Linked DNA regions of Mus musculus: all the other regions are linked to region 7. Evidence: chromatin contacts called from public ChIA-PET, Hi-C, HiChIP or PLAC-seq, Micro-C and promoter capture Hi-C data. All regions are on one chromosome and are shown on one strand. Each heading gives the region's core, a stretch centred on a gene start, on an enhancer-like site or on the middle of the called end of the contact. The rest is flanking DNA. Distances are from core to core; before and after follow the strand shown.

Region 1 (3,100 bases), core at 539-3,038, 390 kb after region 7:
AAATCCCATTACAGATGGTTGTTGTGAGCCACCATGTGGTTGCTGGGAATTGAACTCAGGACCTTTGGAAGAACAGTCAGTGCTCTTAACCGCTGAGCCATTTCTCCAGCCCCCATCTGCTTGTTTTCTTAACCAAGATTGTGAAACTGCCTGTCATTTAAGGTGACAAAGGCTCAAATATCTAGGACTGAAAAAAAAAATGTGTTGAGATAATCAGTCCATTCAATATATCACTTACTTTTATAGGAAAAGATAGCATGTTACATGAGATTTTACCACTAGCTGGTGTAGGGGCCCCTGAACTTCATCAGTCCTTCCTGCAATACATCTCTTTCCCCTTTCAAAAAGTCCTTCTGAAATATAAAATCCCTTCCCACTCAACAAGCAAATAACCACGCCCTCTGGGTATGGCTTGCAGAGCCTGGGCACACCTGTCCCATGAGCTTTCTGGAGCTTTCACTTCCAGATCATAGACCTGCAGTCTAGGACACCAGGCTCCTTCCTCTCCTTCCTCTCTCTGGGCTAGTTACCTCGTCCATTAAACAGGAAGTCTGGAAAAAGGCTGGAGTTCAACTTTGTAAATTACGGCTCTCAAGATGGCAAGATGACAGATTTCTGTTCCCTCAGGCCTTTTACTTGGCGAAAATACTAAGTGCCAGCTATACACAGCCTTTCCCTTCGGGGGAGAAAACCTAACGTCCCGAGGGAATAAAAAGTCGGAGTTTGGCAGAAAATCAATGAAGAGAGCGGAGGACTACACTAAGCCAGGAGCGGGAGGCTGCCCTCACAGTGGCCAAATCCCGCGTCCAAAGTCAGCCAATATTTTCTCTGGCTTAGAGGGCTCTCAAAACGCACTTCCTCTGCAGGGCTTTGCCCAAACAACCCCCTTCCTCCTCTGAGTTCTACTATAAGCAAGTGAGAAGTGAGGGAGACCCCAACAAAGAGCAACCCCAAACTTCCATCCTTCCTTCTTCCTTTAGAGGCACAGGGCTACAAGGAAGTCAGGCGGCGCTTTTTTATAAGCTTCCACGGACGGACGCTACCCGTAGCCTAAGGGGACTGGTCAGATCTACAACTCAGGGCCACCGACGGGAATCTGGGCTGTGTTCTGGACCTTTCAAACGAGACACCGATGTAGCCTGATTCTAGTCTCTCTCCGCACAGGTGTACCACCCAGTGCTTTCCCGCCTTAATTTTATTTTATTTTATTTTATTTATTTATTTTTTTAACTGATCCTCAGCTGGATTCTCGTCTTTAGCGTCCTTCCTCCGAGATGCAGAACGTAGGGTCCTGGACCTTCCGAGGTCAGGCAGCGCCGGCTATGGCCTGCCTGCTCCCGCCTCGCGCCCGTCCCGCACTCACTTGGCCCCGGCAGCCTGAAAGAGTTCGGCCCACTGATCCGGGTGGAAGAAGCGCGCTGTGAACTGCGGTGCGAAGTCGGCGTAGCTGAAGCCGGGCGGGTAGTTTTCTGTCATGAAGCGCTGGTAGGCCGGCATCCGATCGCCCTGCCAGTGCCACCAGAACCATTCACTGCCCCAGGCGGGCACCGAGAACACCCCCCAGTGCACGAACACCCCGAACTTGGCCTCATCGAACCAGCTCGGCAGTGGCCGCGAGTCCAAGCTCTGCCAGTCCGGAGTGAAGCGGCGCGGAGCCAGGGCCACTGCCTGGGCCGCAGCCACTAGCAGCAGCAGCAGCAGCAGCAGCATCCCAGAGTCCACAGCCCACCACTCAAGTTCAGCTCCTACATCCTTGCTTCCGGGCCCGCACCGCCCCCCTCTTAACACGCAAGCGCCGGCGAGTAGCCCCGCCTCTCAGAGTAACGATTGGCTTGGAAGGAGAGGGGGTGGGGTCAGGCTTGCGGCTCTGGAGCGCCCTCTGGCATTGGAAGGGAGAAAGACTTAAGGCGGCGTTGCTGGTTCTGCTCTATTGAATTTAAATTCCGTAGACTCGCCTAAGGATTTAATTGCCGGATTCCCCGCAAGTGAGAAAGACCCAAGGTGTGGGGAAAACTGGGAGAAGTCCACGTTGTTGCACCAATCTTCAGGGGAAGGCTGAAGCCAGGTCGTTTTATTTAGTGACTATTTAGGAGCCGCGGGTTCTCTGTGCTATACCTCCAGCCAGCAGGTGGAGTTTAGCAGATTGGAGAGTTGCCGAAGAGATTGAGAAATAACAAGGTTAGAAGGAGCTTTATGCGGAGGGAGAGAAATGGCTGCTGAAAGATTAAGGGCAGACGTGGTTATTTTAGTCTATCTTTTGTCCGTTGAACTTAACAAGAACTCCGAGGAACTTAAACATTTTTTTAAAAAAAGATTTATTTACTTATTTTATGTATATGAGTACACCATCGCTCTCTTCAAACATACCAGAAGAGGGCATCAGATTCCATTACAGATGGTTGTGAGCCACCATGTGGTTGCTGGGAATTGAACTCAGGACCTCTGGAAAAGCAGTCTGTGCTCTTAACCACTAAGCCATCTCTCCAGCCCTAGACATTTTAATTTAATTTAGAATTGTAACTTAAATTTATTTTGAGGTAAGGGGGTCTCAACTAGCTCAGGCTGGCTTCGAACTTACAGCTACAGTAACTTTGCATTCCTGATCTTCCTGCTTGTACCTCAGGAGTGCTGGGATTACAGGTAGGGGATGGCACTGCCATTCCTGGTTTTAGGTAGTACTGACCTTTGAACCCAGAGATTTGCTCTTGCAGATGCAGCACTCTACTGACTGAGCTACACCTCAAAAACTTTGAGGGTCTCTCAGAGAGCTTAGTTAGCATCTAACTGAAGAAAACCTGACTCAGGAGTACAACACTTGCTTGGTACACCGGAAGGCCGGAGCTTCAGTCTGGCACCGCTAAACAAGCATGCCTGACCCACACACAGGGGACCACTGAGGCATGAGGGACCAGAAAAATTGAGAGCCAAGAGAACCCTCTTGCCCTGGGAAAATCTCTAAAACTCATATGGCCAGTCACCCAATTCCTCTACAGTCAGCACACGCCCAATGGTATATGGTGTGTGCCCATAACTTCAGGAAGTATGGGAGCCAGAAGTCACATGGTCCATATGGCACAAAGGTCTCCATGGTTGCAGAGAT
Region 2 (2,995 bases), core at 48-2,547, 350 kb after region 7:
CCATGCTGTCTAGTTCCTGTTGACAGAGGGTGGGAAGATGGGCCTTTTGAAGACCCACCCTTCCTGCCTCCATGTCTGGAGTATGGACAGTCTCGGGCAGAAGAACATCGCTTAAGAATGGGAGGCTAGGATACAGAAAAAGGGACCTGTCCCTGTAAACTGACACCTTTTCCCCGGAGCAAAAGGTTCCTGGGTTTGATGACTAACATCTAGTGCTCCAACAACCCTTCCCCTGGAAGGTCAGTTGGGAGGAAGCAGTAAGAACGCCAAATGGCCTCAAGGGTGGGGTCCTTAGCCAGGAAGGCTGTGCCCAGCTCAGAGGCTGCAGTGCCAACAGCCCTGGAGTGGGTAGGGCTTCACCCCACCCTGGGGCAGCCAATAGCTCAGCTTTGGCCCAGCTGACTTGGAGCCACAGATCCCGCCCAAGGAGGGCAGCACCAAGTGAGCCGGTGTCGACGTGGATTTGGCTCGCTCTCCGCTGCCAGGTGTGCATCCCCACCCTGAGCAAACTGCTGGGCGGACAGAGAGGCAGTCCACACAGTGAGGCCTTTCATTTTCACGACCTGGCTCGCTGCCGTCTTTCTCCGAGCTGCCTCAAGTTTCTGCTGGGGTTATTCTGCTGCAGCCCACTGGACGGGGCGTCCAGTGCGACCCAGAATCACTACCCCGCACTTGTGCGTTATTTTCCCAACATCTGGATGTGGCAGGTGTTTCTACCAGCCCTGGGTACTAGGGTCTGAGCCCAGAGGCAGTCGGCCTGGGGTCACACAGCAATAAGAACTGACTAAGGGGGATCCCCGAGACTATGCCCCGCGACTCCCTGCAGCTCCCGCATTGCGCGAAGACGCGGGGAGGCGGTCGCTGAGGGGACTCTGGTGGCAGAAAGGCTGCTCTGAGGTCGCTCCGCTCCGGACTAGGGGATGACCTTGGTCAGCGGTCCCCTCCTCAGTTTTCCCTGTCTGTACAAGGCAGGAGAGCGGATGCTGGGTCTCAGCAGCCTGGGCGAGGCGGAGCTTAGCTCTGGACTTCGGGTCTGGGCTGGGAGCAGGAGCGGGGAGCCGAGCCCCGAATGAATGGGCTCGGGTGGCCCCCGCTACGGTTGCGGAAAACGCGAGCAGAAGGGGTGAGCCTGGCCCTGTTCCGAACACGAACCGACCCTCTTGGAACCTCCTCGCTCCCCACCAAGCATTGGCCCTTCCGAGCTCACTAAGCCCTTCATTCTACCGGCCGAACCTGCGGAAGCTCCAGCGCTGACTCCAGGCACCGCCTCCCGCGACCAGCGCCGCGGCCCCTTTAAGACCTGACAGCCCAGCCCGACCCCGCCCCTCCACGCCCTCCAGGAAACGTGTGTACTGGGTTACTGCCTGGACGGCAACCCTGGAGGGACAAATGGTCTGCACAGGCTTTAAACGCCTGCGCAGTGCGCTTCCATCGAGGGCGGAAATGAGGGGTGCGGACGCCATCCGGTTACCGGCGGGCTGTTGAGGAGAAACAAGGTCGGGACTGGGCCCTTTCTAGTCCCTCCACTCAGAGCCACTGTTTGTGTCAAACCCTTGGTCGGGCAGCTCCAGTTGGAGGACATGGCTGGCCCGGGCTGCGTCCAAGTTCACGTGGGAAGAAACCCGCGATGGCGAAGGAACCTTGACATTCACAGTAGCAATTGCTGTGCCCATCGCTGAGCCGCTGCCTCCCTCCCCCAAAGCTGTGTTTGCGCACCTGCCCCCGTATAGGGACTCAAGACACTTTTGTCTCGGTTTAAGATACAAAGCGGGACCGGGCGGTGGTGGCACACGCCTTTAATCCCAGCATTCGGGAGGCTGCTCCTGCAGAGGCCCCGAGTCCTGTTTCTGGCACCCACATACCTACCGCCTCTCATTACATAGGATGCCATGCCCGCTTCTGACCTCCGTTGCACATACCATACATAGCTGGCATTCTCTCACAAATACATAAATGAAGCTAAATCTTTCCTGGTAGTACAGGTCTTCAGGCCCAGCAGAATTTCAGTGAGTTTATGAAAAGGGAAGCTGAAGATAGCTAGCGCGTGAATAAATAATAATAATAATAATAATAATAATACTGTCAAGTTGACCATTGTGGAAGTTTGTTATCTCACTGGAAGCAGATACAGATGGATCCCTGGGGTTCACTGGCCAGCCAGCCTAGTCTCCTTAGCTAGTTCCAGACCAGTAAGAGATCTATCTTCCTGATCTATCTTCCTGCTCTGGAAACAGGCACGTTCTCAGAAGCGAGTCCTAGGGTGTTCCCCACAGCAATGATTTCCAGTCAGTGGTCTGGGGGCTTGGGTGTGGCGATGGAAGAGATCCAAAGATGAACCAGCCACAAAACCTTCCCTCTTCCCTCAGAGCAATTTTACTCCTCCACCCATAAACACACGTTTGAATGTTATATTAGAAAATTAAACCTTTAATTACATAAGCTGTTTTCAAAAAAATCACACACAGAGTGGAGATTTCGTTGGCAGATGACCACAGATGCAGATCAACCCCCACCATTCCAGCAAATGCTCTGCTGGCATAAGGGGAAACTGCTCTCTGTCCTCAGAGGTAGAACAAAGGCCCTGCGGCGGTGGACATCAGCTCTGTTGGCAGGCAGACTCACCCAGGGCCATCCCAAGCAAGTGCTTAGGCACAGCTCTGGGGAGCTGGCCCAGGCCAGGCAGCTCTAGCCCTTATCATCAGGGACAGGGACCTCTGTGATGCCGGCTCATTTGCTCTCATTCCATCTCTTCATCCAGGAATCATTGTATACACCCAATTCCCTCCGTTCTGGTTCAGGCGAACGAGGGTCTCAGAGCTTGCAGGTGGCCTGTGCCACTTTGGAACTAGTTTTTCTGTTAAGGGCTTGACAGATGAAGTCCCCAGCTTCTAGAAGTTTCTGGAGGTTCACACCCTTGAAGAAGTAAGGAATAAAGTAAGGCAAACAGACCATAGACAGCTGTTGACATGGGAAGGGGAAGATGACAGCAAACAGG
Region 3 (2,788 bases), core at 243-2,742, 450 kb after region 7:
CAAAGAAACTGTCTTTAAAAAAAAACGAATAAATGGCAAAAACAATCATCAAATATTCTAGCATTCTGAAAAGTATTGTATATTTGTTTTAAGGCAGGTCTCATTCTAGTCAAGTTGGTTTGGAACCCAATTTCCAGCATTAAGCATTCCCATCACATCCCCGCTTACGCTAAAATTGTTCAACAGGGTCAGCCATTAAAAATCTGAAATAAAACCATCACAGTATCTACATACTTCATACTTAAGTATTAAAACGACAAAATGGAAAAATTTTTAAGTCGTTAATTAACCACTTTTGTTTTATGCGTAATGACAAAGAGGATACAAAACTCCACAAAACAAGAAAAACCCAAAACCTCAGTTTTTCTTCGGAGTTTATTTTGTACGAACACGAAGAGTAATCCTGTGATAAAAATCTCTTCTGAAAAATTCCGAAGGCAATTCAAAGCAAAGGACAAGCTGTGAAAACAAAGCCCTTTACCAGGCGAGACTCGAACTCCCAGACCCGTCTTCTGAGTGCTGGGGCTACGCCCGGAGACAAGGCGGACTTTTATTAAAAGTACCGCCTCCGTTCACCCAAGTTAATCACGAAGGTCCCTAACGGGAGCGGTCTCTCCAGCACCTCGTTTTCAAAGAGATTTCCGCGAAAACACGTGGATCACTCCATTTAACCGAAAAATTGTTACACTCGCCCCAATCTCCACGACTCCTCTCCCCCACAGCAATCTCGAATCCACTCATCACCATCCACACAGATGGGGGAGATGGAGCTGCAAACCCTCCCCTCCGCTATCCCGTTATCCCACTCGCATCTTTTCCATCTTCTGACTTCGTAGCCCGAGCTGACCTCCGACTCGCGCCGATCCTCCCGCCTCGGCTTCCCCGAGTGCTGGCCTGGGCCGCCCCGCCTGGCAACCCTTTTCCCGTTTTCAACAACAAAAATCCCTTTCAGGCCGAGGGGGGCGTGCACCTCATGGAACGTGGACGTCGGATCCATGAGGGACACACACGTCCGGCCCGCCGGCTCGGCCCAGCCGCCGAGCACGCGGGGGAGGACGGGGCCCCCGAATGCCCGCCACGCGGCCCTCACGCCTGCTCGCTCGCCAGCGCTCGGCCCGGTGTCCGCCCTTGCTCCTGCAGGCCGGCGGCGCGGCCTAGAGCCGGCGCGGGCCCCGCCATCTTCGCCCCGCCCCTCCCCCGCGCCACGGCCGCCGCTCGCCGGGCGCCCGCGGCCTCCCTCCCCCGCGCAGTAGCTGCTCCGGTGCGCTCACCTGGTGTCGTCCGCCACGTTCCTGACGAACAGAGACGTGTTAGGGGGGCGCAGGTATCGGGACATGGTGGCGGCGGGACTCTGGGCCGGCGGCGCTAACGGGCTCGGGCAAACCGTCCGCAGCTCCGGCGGCGGCTCACATCCACTCACACCACACTCGCACAGACCCAGAGGGCTCCGCTACGGCAACTGCCTCTTCTCGCGAGACTTGGCTCCCGCCTCCAGGCCCCCTCCCACCTCCCGCCCCGCAGCACCGGCGGAGGGGGACAACGGCTTTTTCCCGCGAGATCTCTGGGCGTGCGCGCGCCGCCGGCCTGACGCGCGCACCGCGGCCTCGCTGCCGTTCATTGGCTCCAGGCGCGGGCTCCTCCCCTCCCCCTCTTTCTTTCTTTAGCGCTGCGCTTTCCCGCCCTTTCCCGCCCGGCCGAGCCCGCCATCCCTCCTCCTCTCGGCGAGCGCTCGGGTTAAACTACCATGACCGGGCTCGGGAGCCTCGGAGCCAGCTAGAGGCTGCTCCGGAATCCGCTGTTCGGAGTTGCGCCTGGGCTTCTTATCAGATCTCTGGCCAGAGAGAGGAACTTAGAGATTCTTTGTGGGGTTTGGGGGAGGGGCAGAGCTTTCGGCGTGCCGTGCGTGCAACTCTCTGCCTTTGCTGCACATCCGCGTCACCTAGGCACGCAATTCCCTCCCCGTGAGACCCGGGCCCTGCTGTCCTTGTCTCTGTTGCTCACATGCAAGGTGCCTGAACCCCTTTTCCAGCCTTGAAGAGGTGGTGTTTGTCTCTTTGTTGTTTTCTGGGGATCCAATCTAGGTCCTTGGATTTGCTAGCCAAGTTTCTTCCCACAGACCTGCCTGCACCCTAAGACAGACACTGCCCACTCACCCCGGCCCATCGTCCCCCTCTTGCTCCAGTCCCCCTCCAACTTTCAGTCCTCATCATGGGACTCCCCAGCTACAAAAAAACCTTGGCTAGCTGGTTTGCTTTTCTCCCTCTCCTTTTTTCTCCTCTCTTCTCCCTCCCCTCCCTCTCTCTAGCGCCTCCTCCCCTCTATTCCCCACGTTGAGGGAGCGGGCTCAGTGCTTTGTTACTAGTTCCCTCTTTGGCCTCCTAGGGCACCCATACACAAGTGGGCAATACACTTAGATTTTTATTATTGTTTTTGTGTGTGTGGTTTTTTGTTTGTTTGTTTGTTTGCTTGCTTTTCGAGACAGGGTTTCTCTGTACAGCCCTGGCTGTCCTGGAACTCACTTTGTAGACCAGGCTGGCCTCGAACTCAGAAATCCACCTGCCTGTGCCTCCCAAGTGCTGGGATCAAAGGCGTGCGCCACCACTGCCCAGCGCCCTGTTTTTAAATATGGCTTATATGCGTTAATATCTACGGAGTTCAAACTTATGAGTGAGAAGATGCACACATCACTTCCCTCACATACATCACACAGTCTCTGGTAAACATGAGGACTGCGGAGAGAATGAGAGTATGACCAAGAAGAAAAGCAAGAAGTCCAACACCCCTTGAC
Region 4 (2,864 bases), core at 92-2,591, 360 kb after region 7:
TATGTAGTGAATACCAAAGTTATATAGAAAGAAACTTTGTCTTAGATAGATAGATAGATAGATAGATAGATATTATGACCCACCATGTTACTTAATTCTCATTCTCTCCCCCTCTCCCCCTCGGGTTTATTTCCTTAACTTTTCACGTTGATATTTGCCTTTTCATTTGATCCCTGAGCAATCATTGGAAGTGGGTAGACTAAAGATGCAGAAGTGGCTTTCTTTTTCTTTCCCATTTTTTTTGTTTTTGTTTTTTTTTTTTTTTGTTTTTTTTTTGTTTTTGTTTCTTTCGACACAGGGTTTCTCTGTGTAGTCCTGGCTGTCCTGGAACTCGCTTTGTAGACCAGGCTCCCCTCGAACTCAGAAATCCGCCTGCCTCTGCCTCCCGAGTGCTGGGATTAAAGGCGTGAGCCACCATGCCCGGCCAGAAGTGGCTTTCTGGGCTTTCTGAGAGGCACCCACGAGCTGCAAGGAAAGTAGTTTTTCCAAGTGCTAATACAATGCCTAAACTCCCCAACATAAAATCGTAACAGCGCCATCACAGAGCTGAGGGTGTAGCAGTGACGCTGGCGCTGATCGCTCCTAAGTCCAACTCTCACAAAGCACCACCACCGACTGACTGGTCACTCACTAAATCATCCTGAGACTCTGCATTTTACGTATAAGCAAGCTGAGTACACACCTCTGTCACTCAGCCTAGAAAGTGGCAGATCACCCGGACACCAGTTTGCGGTTTAGCCAGCACAGCTCTTTTTGCCCCCCCCCCCTTCCTTCAAATAACTGCGCGTGGTCAGAATGCCAGGACCAAACATGCCCAAAGGACAGTTCTGAGGGAATCCCTGTCCGGCCCACGCGATCCAAGTTCTCCCCAGGCGTCCATAAAAGCAACAAGGGCCGAGTAAGGCGGCAGACAGGGATGCTTGTGTTTCCCACACTGAACACTGTTTTCCACTAATGAAGGGCCGGAGAGATCCGAAGCTCAAATAGGGGAAGGAGTCAGGGTCACCGTAAGGGAGGTAGGACGCCCAGGATGGTGTCCCCGGTCTCCACAGTCACAGCGGGTCGATTCTCTTCCCGCCGCCTCAGTTTCCCCGTTTCTTGCAATGGATCTGAGCCAGACCGGCTGGGTCCGGAACTCTCAAATCCTCCCGGCAACAGTCCCTCGAGCGGTCCCGCTCCTCCGCCTGTCACAGCAGCTGAGGAGGCCCGCCCGATCCCATGACTGTCACCCGCCTGGGGAGCACTTACAGCCCGGAGGGACGTCAAGCCCACCAGCCTCCGCGGGAAAGCCTTCCTCACTGACGCCATCTTCACTCCGGAGGCCAACCCACTGGGCACCACGTGACCGCCGATCCCTCTGTGGGCGTGGTTAGGGCCGGAGGCGGTGCATCGCTCCTCTTGTGAGGCTCCCAGTTTGGTTCCTCCCCTCAGCCTGTCTGTTTTCTTTTCCTACTCCCCTCTAAGTAGCTCTACCCTCCAATCATGCCCACTCCATGATTTTCTGAACACGTGTCCCATGAAGAGCCATGACATTTGACAGCCCATGTGTAGATCCCGAGATTTTTTTCACCTCCACCTGCTTCCCCCACGTCTTAAATCACGCCCGGTTCCAATCCAGGGCCATTTATCTGCCTTCTGAAAGGCGTTGTGTTCCCAGGGCGTGTTGGGGTTGAAGATGACTGGGAAGCTGGTGGGCCAAGCCGATGGCTCCTTTAGTCTTAAAGGAACAGGGAAGGCAAGAAGGCCTAGGTTAGCGAAGGACTGCTATAACTGTGGGCTTCTAGGGGCTACTACTGGTGCTCGGGTGACTTGTGAAACCCTGAAGCTAGCCATTAGGAAATCATTGTGTCCCTGTGTATACACTGTCTTACTTCCTTCTTGTCTTCCCGTCCTCAGCCTCAGTGGGGAAGTCTTCAAATGACTAAACATGCGTGTGCATCATGCAGAATGGCGCAGATCCCGCCCCAAAGGTTAAGGTCACAAAGTAGAATATAAAGGTTCACTGTGGAGCTGGTGAGATGGCTCAGCGGGTAAGAGCACTGACTGCTTTCCCGAAGGTCCCGAGTTCAAATGGTGGCTCACAACCACCTGTAGTGAGATCTGGCCCTCTTCTGGTATGTCTGAAGACAGCGACCATGTACTTATTAAATAAATCTTTGGGCCTGAGTGAGTGGTGGCCGACTAGAGCGAGCAGATGTCCTAAAATTAAATTTCCAACAACCACATGAAGGCTCACAACCATATGTACAGCTATAGTGTACTCATATACTCCATGTAGACCAGGCTGACCTAAACTCAGAGATCTGCCTGCCTCTACTTCTGCCTACTAAGTGCTGGAGTTAAAGATATGTGCCACGATGGCCACCAAAGTTTTAAATTATTACTAGTGTATTTACTTCATGTGCATGGCTGTTTTGCCTACATGTAAGTCTATGTAGAACACCTGTGAGGCCATAAGAGTGAAGCAAGAAAAACATCTTTGCTAAATCCTGACCTGACCTTGGGCTGACATTGAGGTCAGCTTGACCCTCAGGCACTTACAGGAATTTTTGCTAACCTGCTCTGGCCTGCTTTTGTAACCACAAGGCTTTCTGCTCCCATCAAGCAAAAACAAACCTGTCTCCACCTCTACTTTGTTTTTTTTTTAATATTTACTTATTTTATGTATATGAGTACAGTGTAGCTGTACAGATGGTTGTGAGCCTTCATGTGGTTGTTGGGAATTGAATTTAGGACCTCTGCTTTCTCCGGCCCACCCCACTCACTCCTGCCCAGAAGAGGCCGTCAGATCTCATTACGGGTGGTTGTGAGTCACTGTGTGGTTGCTGGGATTTGAACTCCGGACCTTCAGACTCTTACTTGCT
Region 5 (3,030 bases), core at 96-2,595, 290 kb before region 7:
CCATTTAAGCTGTAAAACTTAACACATAGACAGTACCACCTGCCAAAACTAAAACAAAGGCTTAATCCATTTAAGTCCGTAGTTTTGGGAAATGGACTGACCTTGCTTTTTGGCTTCTGTAGTTCTGCTTCTGGCTAACTGAAGCTTTTAAAAAAGTTTTATTTATTATTTCTAAGTACACTGTAGCTGTCTTCAGACACACCGGAAGAGGGCATCAGATCCCATTACAGATGGTTGTGAGCCACCATGTAGTTGCTGGGAATTGAACTCAGGACCTCTGAAAGAGCAGTCACTTCTCTTAACCACTGAGCCATCTCTCCAGCCCCCCATCTCCCCAGGCCCCAAGTAAATACTTTCTATTGGCTTAAACCCATGCCTGCATTCTTCTCTGGTGAATATCTCATAGCCCCCCAACATCCTATACATCTCAACATCTCATGAATAAAACACCCACATTCACAACATTAGAAAGAACTGACCAAGCCGGGCAGTGGTGGCACATGCCTTTAATCTCAGCACTTGGGAGGCAGAGGCAGAGGCAGGTGGATTTCTGAGTTAGAGGCCAGTCTGGCCTACAAAGTGAGTTCCAGGACAGGCTGGGCTATACAGAGAAACCCTGTCTCGGAAAAACCAATCCCCCACCCCCCTCCCCAAAAAAGAAAAAAAGAAAAGAAAGAACTGACCTAGGTTGAAGAAGTGTTATGCGCCTGGAGATGAGAGGCATGGAGGAGGAGGCATGGTGGCGAGCATGTGCAGCCTCAAGAAAGAAAATAAACACGGCTTGGAGGCAAGAGCGAGTCCACTTTGACTCAAACCAGAAATTCCTCATTTCTCTCTATTTTATTACCGTGGAAATTCGTGCACTCTTTATTTCCCCACAGTCCAAGCAGGGCCATTATGAAGCTAGTTTCCCTAGCTCTAGGGATAACTCGGGGCCATATACATTCTGGGCCAGTGCTCTAAAGGTTGAGTTACAGAGCACAGGATAATTAAGTGATCATTAATTAAGTTGTACTTCAGAGTGTTCCCCTGTCTCAATTAGGTAGTAAGCCCTCTGAAAGCCGGAATTCCATAATCCACCCCTTGTCCTGCAGGGAGAGTGAATGTTATTAGTTGAAGTGACTAGTGTATGGGGTGAATATTGAGAGTCCTTGATGAAAACGGTCGGGCTCAGAACCCGAAGTCAGGCGGATATGCTGGGTCGCACTCCCAATCGCAGGGGGCGCTCTAGGTCAGCCTCGCGATCGGAGCTGCGGCGCCGCTCTAGCCTCCAGGACGTCGCTCTCTGGTCTTGAGCCGGGGACAAGCGGCTGCTTTTTTGTCCTGGTGCGGCGGGAGCGCGCAGGGCGCGTGCGCACGCGGGGGTGTTTGGCTTCGCACGGAGCGTGAGAGGTGCGGGGCGGAGAGGCGCGAGGCGGCTGCGGACCCACGGAGCGGCAGACCGATCGGCCCCTGCGGCCCGCGGCGGCCAGGCGGCCCGAGATGTTGTCTGGGAAGAAGGCGGCGGCGGCGGCAGCGGCAGCGGCGGCGGCGGCGGCTGCTGGGACCGAGGCCGGGTCCGGGGCGGCGGGCGGTGCCGAGAACGGCTCTGAGGTGGCCGCGCCGCCCGCGGGCCTGACGGGCCCCACCGACATGGCTACGGGGGCGGCGGGCGAGCGCACTCCCCGAAAGAAGGAGCCTCCGCGGGCCTCGCCGCCCGGGGGCCTAGCCGAGCCGCCGGGGTCTGCTGGGCCCCAGGCGGGGCCCACAGCCGGGCCCGGCTCCGCGACGCCCATGGAGACCGGAATAGCCGAGACCCCGGAGGGCCGACGGACCAGCCGGCGCAAGCGGGCCAAGGTGAGGCCGTGATCGAACCGCTGGTCCCGGGGACCGGAGTGGGGCCGGGGGAGGGGAGGCCCGGCCTTTGTGCGGGGACCCGGTGTATCGGGCGCTGGAGGGTGTGACCCTGATGGTCTGACTGGGAAAGATGGCTTCCCGACGCGTTTGTCTACCTGTGTGTCTGATGTGTGCGGACGGCGGACGGCTTCTGGGTTGTGTACACCGGGGAGATGGGTGTGATGCTCTAAGAGTCAAGCTGCATGAAAAGAAAGAGACTTTTTCTTTGTTTTTGAAAGGTCTTGCTGTACGCCAGGTACGCGTAGACTCTTATTTCTTTCTTTCTTTTTTTTAAAGATAAAATAATAAAATATACAAAAACCAATCGTTTATTGTGCGTGTGCGAGTTGGGGTCATAGGATAGCTCGCCTGAGTCCTTCCTGTCTTTCCGCCATGCTAAGGAATCGAACTGAGGTTGTCAGGCCTGGAGGCCAGCGCTTTCTTGGGGCCCGGGTAGACTTTTTCAAATTGTGGAAGCGAATGAAGAATACCAGTTGGACACGGGGCGAATATAAAGATAAAGATTTGGCATCAAATCCAACACTATCCACAGATAACCTCTGTCTCACACCCCAGTATGCCAGATGGTGCATTTGGCACAGGGCCAGCGTTTTTCGTTTTCCCAAACACCACTGGACTGGTATTGTTAGCTTCATTTTAAGAATGAGTAAAAAGAGGTTTGCAGTTTCAGAGTTTGGTGTTTTGACAAGGTGTAATTCGATATTGAAACAAACAAACAAACAAACAAACAACCCTCTGGGTCAGTAACCTTGCTAAGCATTGGTGTGGCTTTATTGCACAGTATTAGCCTTAACCAGAGATGCTTAATCTGATGGGGAAATTGGAAATACATATGGGTTTGTAATAAATACAAGAAGTAGTCTAAGGGGCTGGAGAGGTGGCTCAGTGGTTAAGACTGCTGACTGCTCTTCCAGGGGTCCTGAGTTCAATTCCCAGCAACCACAACCATCTCACATCTGTAATGGGATCTGATGCCCTCTTCTGGTGTGTCTGAAGACAGCTACAGTGTACTCAGATAAATAAATCTTTAAAAAAGAAAGTAGTCTAAGGATATGGCTGAATGGCACAGGACTGGCCAAGCAGAATTGAGAATTTGTGTTTCTGTTTGTAGCACTGCAAGATAAATACAAGTGT
Region 6 (2,765 bases), core at 72-2,571, 320 kb after region 7:
TAAGATTTATTTTATGTATATGAGTACACTGTAGCTGTCTTCAGACACACCAGAAGAGGGCATTGGATCCCATTACAGGTGGTTGTAAGCCACCATGTGGTTGCTGGGAATTGAACGCAGGACCTCTGGAAGAGCAGTCAGTGCTCTTAACCACTGAGCCATCTCTCCAGCCCACATGTTGAGTTCTTGAATCACATTCTTCCCTTACTATTCAGTGTGACTACTCAACAGATACTATCCTGCCCACGGAACAGAGAAAAATGACTCAGAATAGGAAAAGGTGATATTTTCCTAGTGTCACACCGTCAGGGACAGACCCAGCATTCTCACCCCAGGTCTGGTGGTGAGTATACCTTCTATCAAGAAGGTAGCTATGGGCTATGAAGATGACTCAGCGGCTAAGAGCATTTGCTGTGGAAACACAAGGACAGAGTTCAAATCTCCAGCAGTCACATAAAAGCCAAGCACAGGCCCAGCAGCAAGCCCAGCTTTGGAGGGTGGAGCCTAGAAGCTCGCTGACCATTTAGCCTAGTCTAAATGGTGAGCCTCGAGTCCGGTGAGAGACTGCATCAAAAAAATATGATGCTGCTGAGCAGGATGGCCCATGCCTTCAATCCCAACGCCCCGGAGGCGGAGGCAGATGGATTTCTGTTGCGTTTTATGCCAGTCTGATCTACACAGTGAGTTCCAGGCTCAGTAGATAGTTCCAGCCAAAACTAGGTAGTAAGACACTTTATTAAGGGAAAGAGCGCGATAAGCCACAGAAGACACCAAATAGATAGATAGATAGATAGACCCATGATAGATATATAATAAATGTAACTAATTAAATCTAACACCAGATTTGGTGGTGCGTGCCTTTAATCCCTGAATTTGGGATTTGGAGGCAGGAGGGTCAGGAGTTGAAGGTACATAGATCATCTGAGGTCAGCCTGGGGCACATGAGAAACTAGCTTAAAAATATGGAAGGAAAGGCGGAGAAAGGAGACAGAGAAGGAAAAGAGGCGGGAGAAAGTAGGGGGTAAACAGATGAGGTTAACAGGGCGTCAGGGGGAGAGAGGAGGCAAGCTTTGCTGTGCTGTCGGCCCCGCCTTATCCACCACGCCGGAGAAAGGTGGCCGCTAGGGAAGAAAGCGCACGCTTTGGCTCGGGAGGGGAGGATTCGCGTCCCTGCCACGCGTCCCCAGCCCTACAGTTTCCACGCTTGAACGGTACCACTGAGCGACACCGCCAGCGTCCAGCTCTGCTGGCGCAGGTCCACGTCAATCCCTCCCGGCCCCGCCCTCTGGGCCGCGCGCGCATGCGCCGCGCAGGGGCGCCTTTTACGACGCCTCGGTGGCGGCGCTTGGCGGTCGTCGCGGAGCCGAGTGAGCTCCGGGTGAGCGGCGGTGCCGAGGGAGTCACAGGCGAGCCGGCGGGCGGCGTCGCCATGTCGCACGGCCACAGCCACGGCGGGGGCGGCTGTCGCTGCGCCGCTGAGCGCGAGGAGCCGCCCGAGCAGCGCGGCCTGGCCTACGGGCTGTACCTGCGCATCGACCTGGAGCGACTGCAGTGCCTCAACGAGAGCCGCGAGGGCAGCGGCCGCGGCGTCTTCAAGCCGTGGGAGGAGCGGACCGACCGCTCCAAGGTGGGCGGCCCGGGAGCCCCGGGGCCTCGCAGGGTAGACAGACAGGGAAACTGAGGCCCAGAGGAGCAAGGTGGGCGCTTTACCTCCCTTCCGAGGCGGCGAGGGCATGTGAGGGAGGAGAGCAGAGAGGACTGCTGTCTCTTCCTCTGACCATTGGTCCAGATGGCTGTCCGATGGCCTCACCTGGCCTGGGGTCGCGATCCGTACTTCTAACCTGGAACCCAGACCCCTTTGAGAGCCATTTGAAGGTTCTCCAGAAGGGTACACAGAAGCACTGGTCTTTTGAGTTCGCAGCCTGGGAAACCCCCATTAGAATCCCTCTAAGAGGGGCCGTGGTGATTAGAATATGGAGACTGAGCAGCTCCCAGCTATGAGGACCTGGGCGCGGGTTGTTGGGACAGGTCCATTTGCATCGCGACTCAGTTTGTAGAACAGGGAGGCCAGATGCCTGAAATTGTAGTTTCTCAGCAGATATCTGTTGCTTCCTCCCCATGCACCGCAGTTTGTTGAAAGTGATGCGGACGAAGAGCTCCTGTTTAATATTCCGTAAGTATCTCCTTGGCTCTTGCCTCAGGCAAACTGGGCTGTACCCAGTTGTCTCTTCGGATGACTTCATTTGATGGCTATGTCAAGAGTGCACACCTGTGTCTAGAAATGGGGTAGATTTTCTTTGGTGGGTTTGAGAAAGTAAGTATAGGAGCTTGTGTGTGTGTGTGTGTGTGACTACACATGCATTTGTCGAATTATAATTGAGGTGATTACATTTCTTGGAGGTATGGAATGACAGGGTCTTTGAAAGGACTACAGGTGGCAGATGAGTCAGCTGAGCTAAAAGGGAAGGGTCTTGTCAGAGTCACATGGCTGCTGGTCCTCAGGGTTCAATCCCAGGTAGACAACCTTCTCTTTGGAATTCTGGCAGGTTTACGGGCAATGTCAAGCTGAAAGGCGTCATCATAATGGGCGAGGATGATGACTCGCACCCCTCGGAGATGAGACTGTGAGTAGTGAGGGCTTCGGCCCTCGGGAGACTCCCACCTAGCTTTTGCTGGTATATTTTATTCCAGGGATATGGAGATGGCTCAGTGGGTTAGAGGGCTTGCTGCATCAAGTATGGGGGATCAGAGTTCAACAACAGGTT
Region 7 (2,985 bases), core at 405-2,904:
AGCATTCTAAAATCCAAAATCTTTCTGTGGACATACATTTGTGCTTTCCCATTCCTCCCCCACAAACACTATACGAAGATCACAACTCAAAAGTTCTGTAACAAGACCTTCATAGCACTGCACCTATGAATACTATGTTACAGGAGAGGAAATTAACTGAGAAGTTCGATGAACATCTGTTAAGGTGGAGTGTTTTTGAAAAGTATGCGTGAAGCAAAATGACAAGTTATGTATTAAGCACAAGACATTTATGACTACCATTGATATCAAAACTTTTAAAATGTTCAGATTTTGTCAACTTTAACCTAAAAAAAAAAAAAAGGTAAAATAGACTCTAGGAAATAAATCCTTCGGATCAAGAGGGGGGATTCAACAACAATGCCACACAGCCAAACCATATTTCTGGATGCAGCAAATATTCTAACGTGACTGGAACCCTTTGACACAAACATTTTTGCAAAAAAAAGAAAATTACAAAATAAAGTCATTTAAATAAGATTTATAAGGACCGCTGGGAGACTCGGGAAGTCAGTACTAGCTTCTCCCTGACTTGTGGCGAACATCTCTAAGCAAAATGTTGAGAGACGGGCTTTTAAAAGAACCAAGGAAAGCTAACGGTTATCTCACAGCTCGGGAGTATCAAGCCTTTAATCACTACGACTGACTCCTGACACATTCTGCTTTTAAAGGGCAAGGGGGGGAAAAATCCCAAACAGGTAACGAGAAAGGACTGAACCTTTCAAGAACCCCTGGGCTTTCGTCTTAAAATTCTGGCCACATGGCTACTACCGTGTAAGAAAAAGAAGCGCTTTTCCAAACTGGAGCGCCTATGACATTCTCAGAATTACCTAGCTCAGGCGCCGCTCGAAACCAAGTGTCACGGCCTCTTAGTAGTCATTTTTTCCTTCAAATCCCGGCTCGAAGCATGCAGGTTGGGGATCGGGCGGGAGGCACCCCCCATACCTCGGCCCCTCGGCTCCGACTCCCGTAAAAGTTTGCTCCCGGCTCAGGTAACCCTGGGACTTGCACCCCGCCCTCGGCTCACCCCACCCCCTCGGGCGCGACCCGGTTATCAACACATCCCACAGGCCGCCGGGCGAGAGGCGGGCCAGGCCTGACCGCAGGCCTCGGGGGCAAGCACCGGGGTCAGGGGGAAACGCCTGAAACCCTTCGCCCGGACCGGGGCCGCGGACAGCGGCGGGCGGAGGCGGGAAAAAGCACCGCGAGACCGGCAGGCCGCACGGAGGACAGCGGACCGAGGGACCGGGGCACCGGAGGGGCTGAGAAGGATGAGCGACAGAGAGAGGAGGCGCCGCGGCGGGACTCAGGCCCGCGGCTGCGCGGCGGGCCGGAGCAGAAGCCGCCCCCGGCCCATCCCCACCCCCACCCTGGGGCCTCGGAGCAAAGACCCAAACTGCAGGCCAGGGCGCCGAGCCTGGACCCGGCCGAGTCCGGTCAGACCGGGACTCCCGGCCCCTCCCCCCCACGGGCCAGCGCGAGACTCACCAGGGCAGAGCTGGGGGCTGGCGGCCTGGCCCGTGAGAAGCAGCGCGAGGCGCTTTGAAAACGACAAGAAATGGCGCGCGCGCCACCCCCTCCCCCCCTCGCATGGACCGAGACGCGATCCCGGCAGCACGCGGGGTTTCCCGGAACTGCTTCCAGGGACTCCGTGCGGCCGACCAATCGGCCCACGAGACCGTATGACGGGCAGCTTGACGGGCCAATAAGAGAGAGGGGAAAGCGGCCCTCACGTCGGGGACTCCGAGGACCAATCGGTGTGGCCGTCGGGCTGAGCCAATGAGGGGTCTCAGCGCCACTGGCTGCGGCGCCTCCGGGGCGGGGGCATGCACACAAAGGGGTCTGTTGGTGGGAGCCCCTGGTAGTGGCGAGGCTGCGGGGCAGCGGGCCTTGCGTGGCCGAAGCTCCTCCCTCTTCTTCTACCACCGTTAAGAGGTTGAAAAATCTAGGCCTCCCGCCGCGTGGCCACCTCCGGAGCCCCGCCCCCTCGGGTCCCGGCGGCCACGCTCCGCAATGGCGCTGCTACCCCGCGCCGGAGTCCCTTATCTCCAATCCTCCCTCCCGCCGTTCTGAGCGTTAGGTCCCGAGCACACCCCATTCGCCACACGCTGGGCTCCATCAATAGATCATCTTGGCTCTAGTCAAAACACAACTTCAGGGTGACTTGACTCGTGTCGCTGGAGATTTCTCTGTAGAAAAGCATCCCTTAGAATGACTGGAGAAACTGCCTGTTTCCCTCCTTGGCTCTTCTCCTCACAGAATAACGTGGATCTGACTCAAGAGTGACGCTAACAGAAAGCAGGGACCCTTCGGAGTTTGGAGACTAGAGTAGGTAGGGTCACTGGATCAACGACTGAAAGCCAGGCAAGCGGGCAAAGGGTTCATTTCCAAGAAACTAATACCTGTTATTCATAAACCTCTCACCTGTCACTCCTGTCCCAACACTACCTCAGTGAAGAAGGTCAAGGGATCTGCTTCCAAACATATCTGGAGATCATGTTTCTCAAATCCTATAAACCAAAGTTTATTGTTAGTCTACCCATGCGTTTTTGAACGGACATGTGCAAAAGTGCACTTGATACGAACTTGATGGCCAATGTAGTAGTGCTGGGAGGTGGGGCCGGTAGTGGGAGGTGTTTCGGGCACTAGGACTCCACCCTCAAAGCATTAAAGCCGACTGATAGGCCTCCAGGCTGTGAGTTTGATGCCTGACTCTAGATCTTCTCTGCATCTTTTGCGCTTCCAGCGTAGGGAGACGGCCCTTATCCCCGCGTGCTCTCAATGTTGGACTTCCCTGCTTCCAGAACTGTAAATTGTAAAGCCTGTCCTAGGGGCTGGAGAGACGGCTCAAATGCAAGTTTAAAATCCTGACTGTGGCCCGGCAGTGGTGGCGCATGCCTTTAATCCCAGCACTCGGGAGGCAGTCAGGCGGATTTCTGAGTTCCAGGCCAGCCTGGTCTACAGAGT

What was found. A called contact is a pair of places that touch in the nucleus more often than the background predicts. ChIA-PET counts read pairs in DNA pulled down with a chosen protein or histone mark. HiChIP or PLAC-seq counts read pairs in DNA pulled down with a chosen protein or histone mark. Capture Hi-C pulls out chosen DNA fragments and counts their contacts.
Region 1: an H3K4me3 HiChIP or PLAC-seq map of embryonic stem cells shows a contact between it and region 7, with 11 read pairs. The contact joins the promoter of Fuca1 here to the promoter of Hnrnpr in region 7. A contact is called at or near these places in 2 of 115 datasets of contacts at active chromatin or transcription factors (bone marrow-derived macrophages and embryonic stem cells) and 2 of 9 other capture datasets (liver and pancreatic islet).
Region 2: an RNA polymerase II ChIA-PET map of memory CD8 T cells shows a contact between it and region 7, with 62 read pairs. The contact joins the promoter of Gale here to the promoter of Hnrnpr in region 7. A contact is called at or near these places in 3 of 39 promoter capture datasets (liver, neural stem cells and pre-B cells), 2 of 484 Hi-C or Micro-C datasets (CD4 T cells and natural killer cells), 6 of 115 datasets of contacts at active chromatin or transcription factors (cardiomyocytes, embryonic stem cells, large pre-B cells and 2 more) and 3 of 9 other capture datasets (adipose tissue, liver and pancreatic islet).
Region 3: a Micro-C map of embryonic stem cells shows a contact between it and region 7, with 7 times the contacts expected there. The contact joins the promoter of Srsf10 here to the promoter of Hnrnpr in region 7. A contact is called at or near these places in 1 of 39 promoter capture datasets (pre-B cells), 2 of 484 Hi-C or Micro-C datasets (CD4 T cells and embryonic stem cells), 6 of 115 datasets of contacts at active chromatin or transcription factors (the SCID.adh cell line, bone marrow-derived macrophages, embryonic stem cells and 3 more) and 1 of 9 other capture datasets (adipose tissue).
Region 4: a Hi-C map of regulatory T cells shows a contact between it and region 7, with 6 times the contacts expected there. The contact joins the promoter of Hmgcl here to the promoter of Hnrnpr in region 7. A contact is called at or near these places in 1 of 15 datasets of contacts at CTCF or cohesin (the NIH/3T3 cell line), 2 of 484 Hi-C or Micro-C datasets (muscle stem cells and regulatory T cells), 5 of 115 datasets of contacts at active chromatin or transcription factors (the 230-238 cell line, bone marrow-derived macrophages, embryonic stem cells and 2 more) and 3 of 9 other capture datasets (adipose tissue, liver and pancreatic islet).
Region 5: an H3K27ac HiChIP or PLAC-seq map of epiblast stem cells shows a contact between it and region 7. The contact joins the promoter of Kdm1a here to the promoter of Hnrnpr in region 7. A contact is called at or near these places in 15 of 39 promoter capture datasets (the 3T3-L1 cell line, the C10 cell line, the HPC-7 cell line and 10 more), 9 of 484 Hi-C or Micro-C datasets (CD4 T cells, CD8 T cells, the N1E-115 cell line and 5 more), 33 of 115 datasets of contacts at active chromatin or transcription factors (the 230-238 cell line, the SCID.adh cell line, SST interneurons and 21 more) and 4 of 9 other capture datasets (adipose tissue, liver, macrophages and 1 more).
Region 6: a promoter capture Hi-C map of pancreatic islet shows a contact between it and region 7. The contact joins the promoter of Pithd1 here to the promoter of Hnrnpr in region 7. A contact is called at or near these places in 5 of 39 promoter capture datasets (the C10 cell line, erythroid cells, frontonasal cranial neural crest and 2 more), 2 of 484 Hi-C or Micro-C datasets (embryonic stem cells and nephron progenitors), 7 of 115 datasets of contacts at active chromatin or transcription factors (the 230-238 cell line, the SCID.adh cell line, embryonic stem cells and 3 more) and 2 of 9 other capture datasets (adipose tissue and pancreatic islet).

What each region holds. Positions count from the first base shown.
Region 1 is chr4:135,919,414-135,922,513 of GRCm38.p6, reverse strand. Fuca1 (fucosidase, alpha-L- 1, tissue) reads right to left here and starts at 1,788. Exons shown (of 8, transcript NM_024243.4): 1 at 1,364-1,788. The coding sequence starts at 1,710. It overlaps Cnr2 (cannabinoid receptor 2 (macrophage)), which reads right to left. Exons shown (of 2, transcript NM_009924.4): 2 at 2,295-3,100.
Region 2 is chr4:135,962,027-135,965,021 of GRCm38.p6, reverse strand. It overlaps Gale (galactose-4-epimerase, UDP), which reads right to left and starts at 1,297. Exons shown (of 11, transcript NM_001356493.1): 1 at 1,234-1,297. Hmgcl (3-hydroxy-3-methylglutaryl-Coenzyme A lyase) reads right to left here. Exons shown (of 9, transcript NM_008254.3): 9 at 2,354-2,913. The coding sequence ends at 2,812.
Region 3 is chr4:135,854,775-135,857,562 of GRCm38.p6, reverse strand. It overlaps Srsf10 (serine and arginine-rich splicing factor 10), which reads right to left and starts at 1,492. Exons shown (of 6, transcript NM_001080387.2): 1 at 1,272-1,492. The coding sequence starts at 1,336.
Region 4 is chr4:135,944,925-135,947,788 of GRCm38.p6, reverse strand. Hmgcl (3-hydroxy-3-methylglutaryl-Coenzyme A lyase) reads right to left here and starts at 1,341. Exons shown (of 9, transcript NM_008254.3): 1 at 1,249-1,341. The coding sequence starts at 1,308.
Region 5 is chr4:136,601,038-136,604,067 of GRCm38.p6, reverse strand. Kdm1a (lysine (K)-specific demethylase 1A) reads left to right here and starts at 1,345. Exons shown (of 20, transcript NM_001347221.1): 1 at 1,345-1,836. The coding sequence starts at 1,483.
Region 6 is chr4:135,985,800-135,988,564 of GRCm38.p6, reverse strand. Pithd1 (PITH (C-terminal proteasome-interacting domain of thioredoxin-like) domain containing 1) reads left to right here and starts at 1,321. Exons shown (of 6, transcript NM_025411.4): 1 at 1,321-1,627; 2 at 2,130-2,173; 3 at 2,547-2,624. The coding sequence starts at 1,430.
Region 7 is chr4:136,309,611-136,312,595 of GRCm38.p6, reverse strand. It overlaps Hnrnpr (heterogeneous nuclear ribonucleoprotein R), which reads right to left and starts at 1,654. Exons shown (of 11, transcript NM_001277121.1): 1 at 1,507-1,654.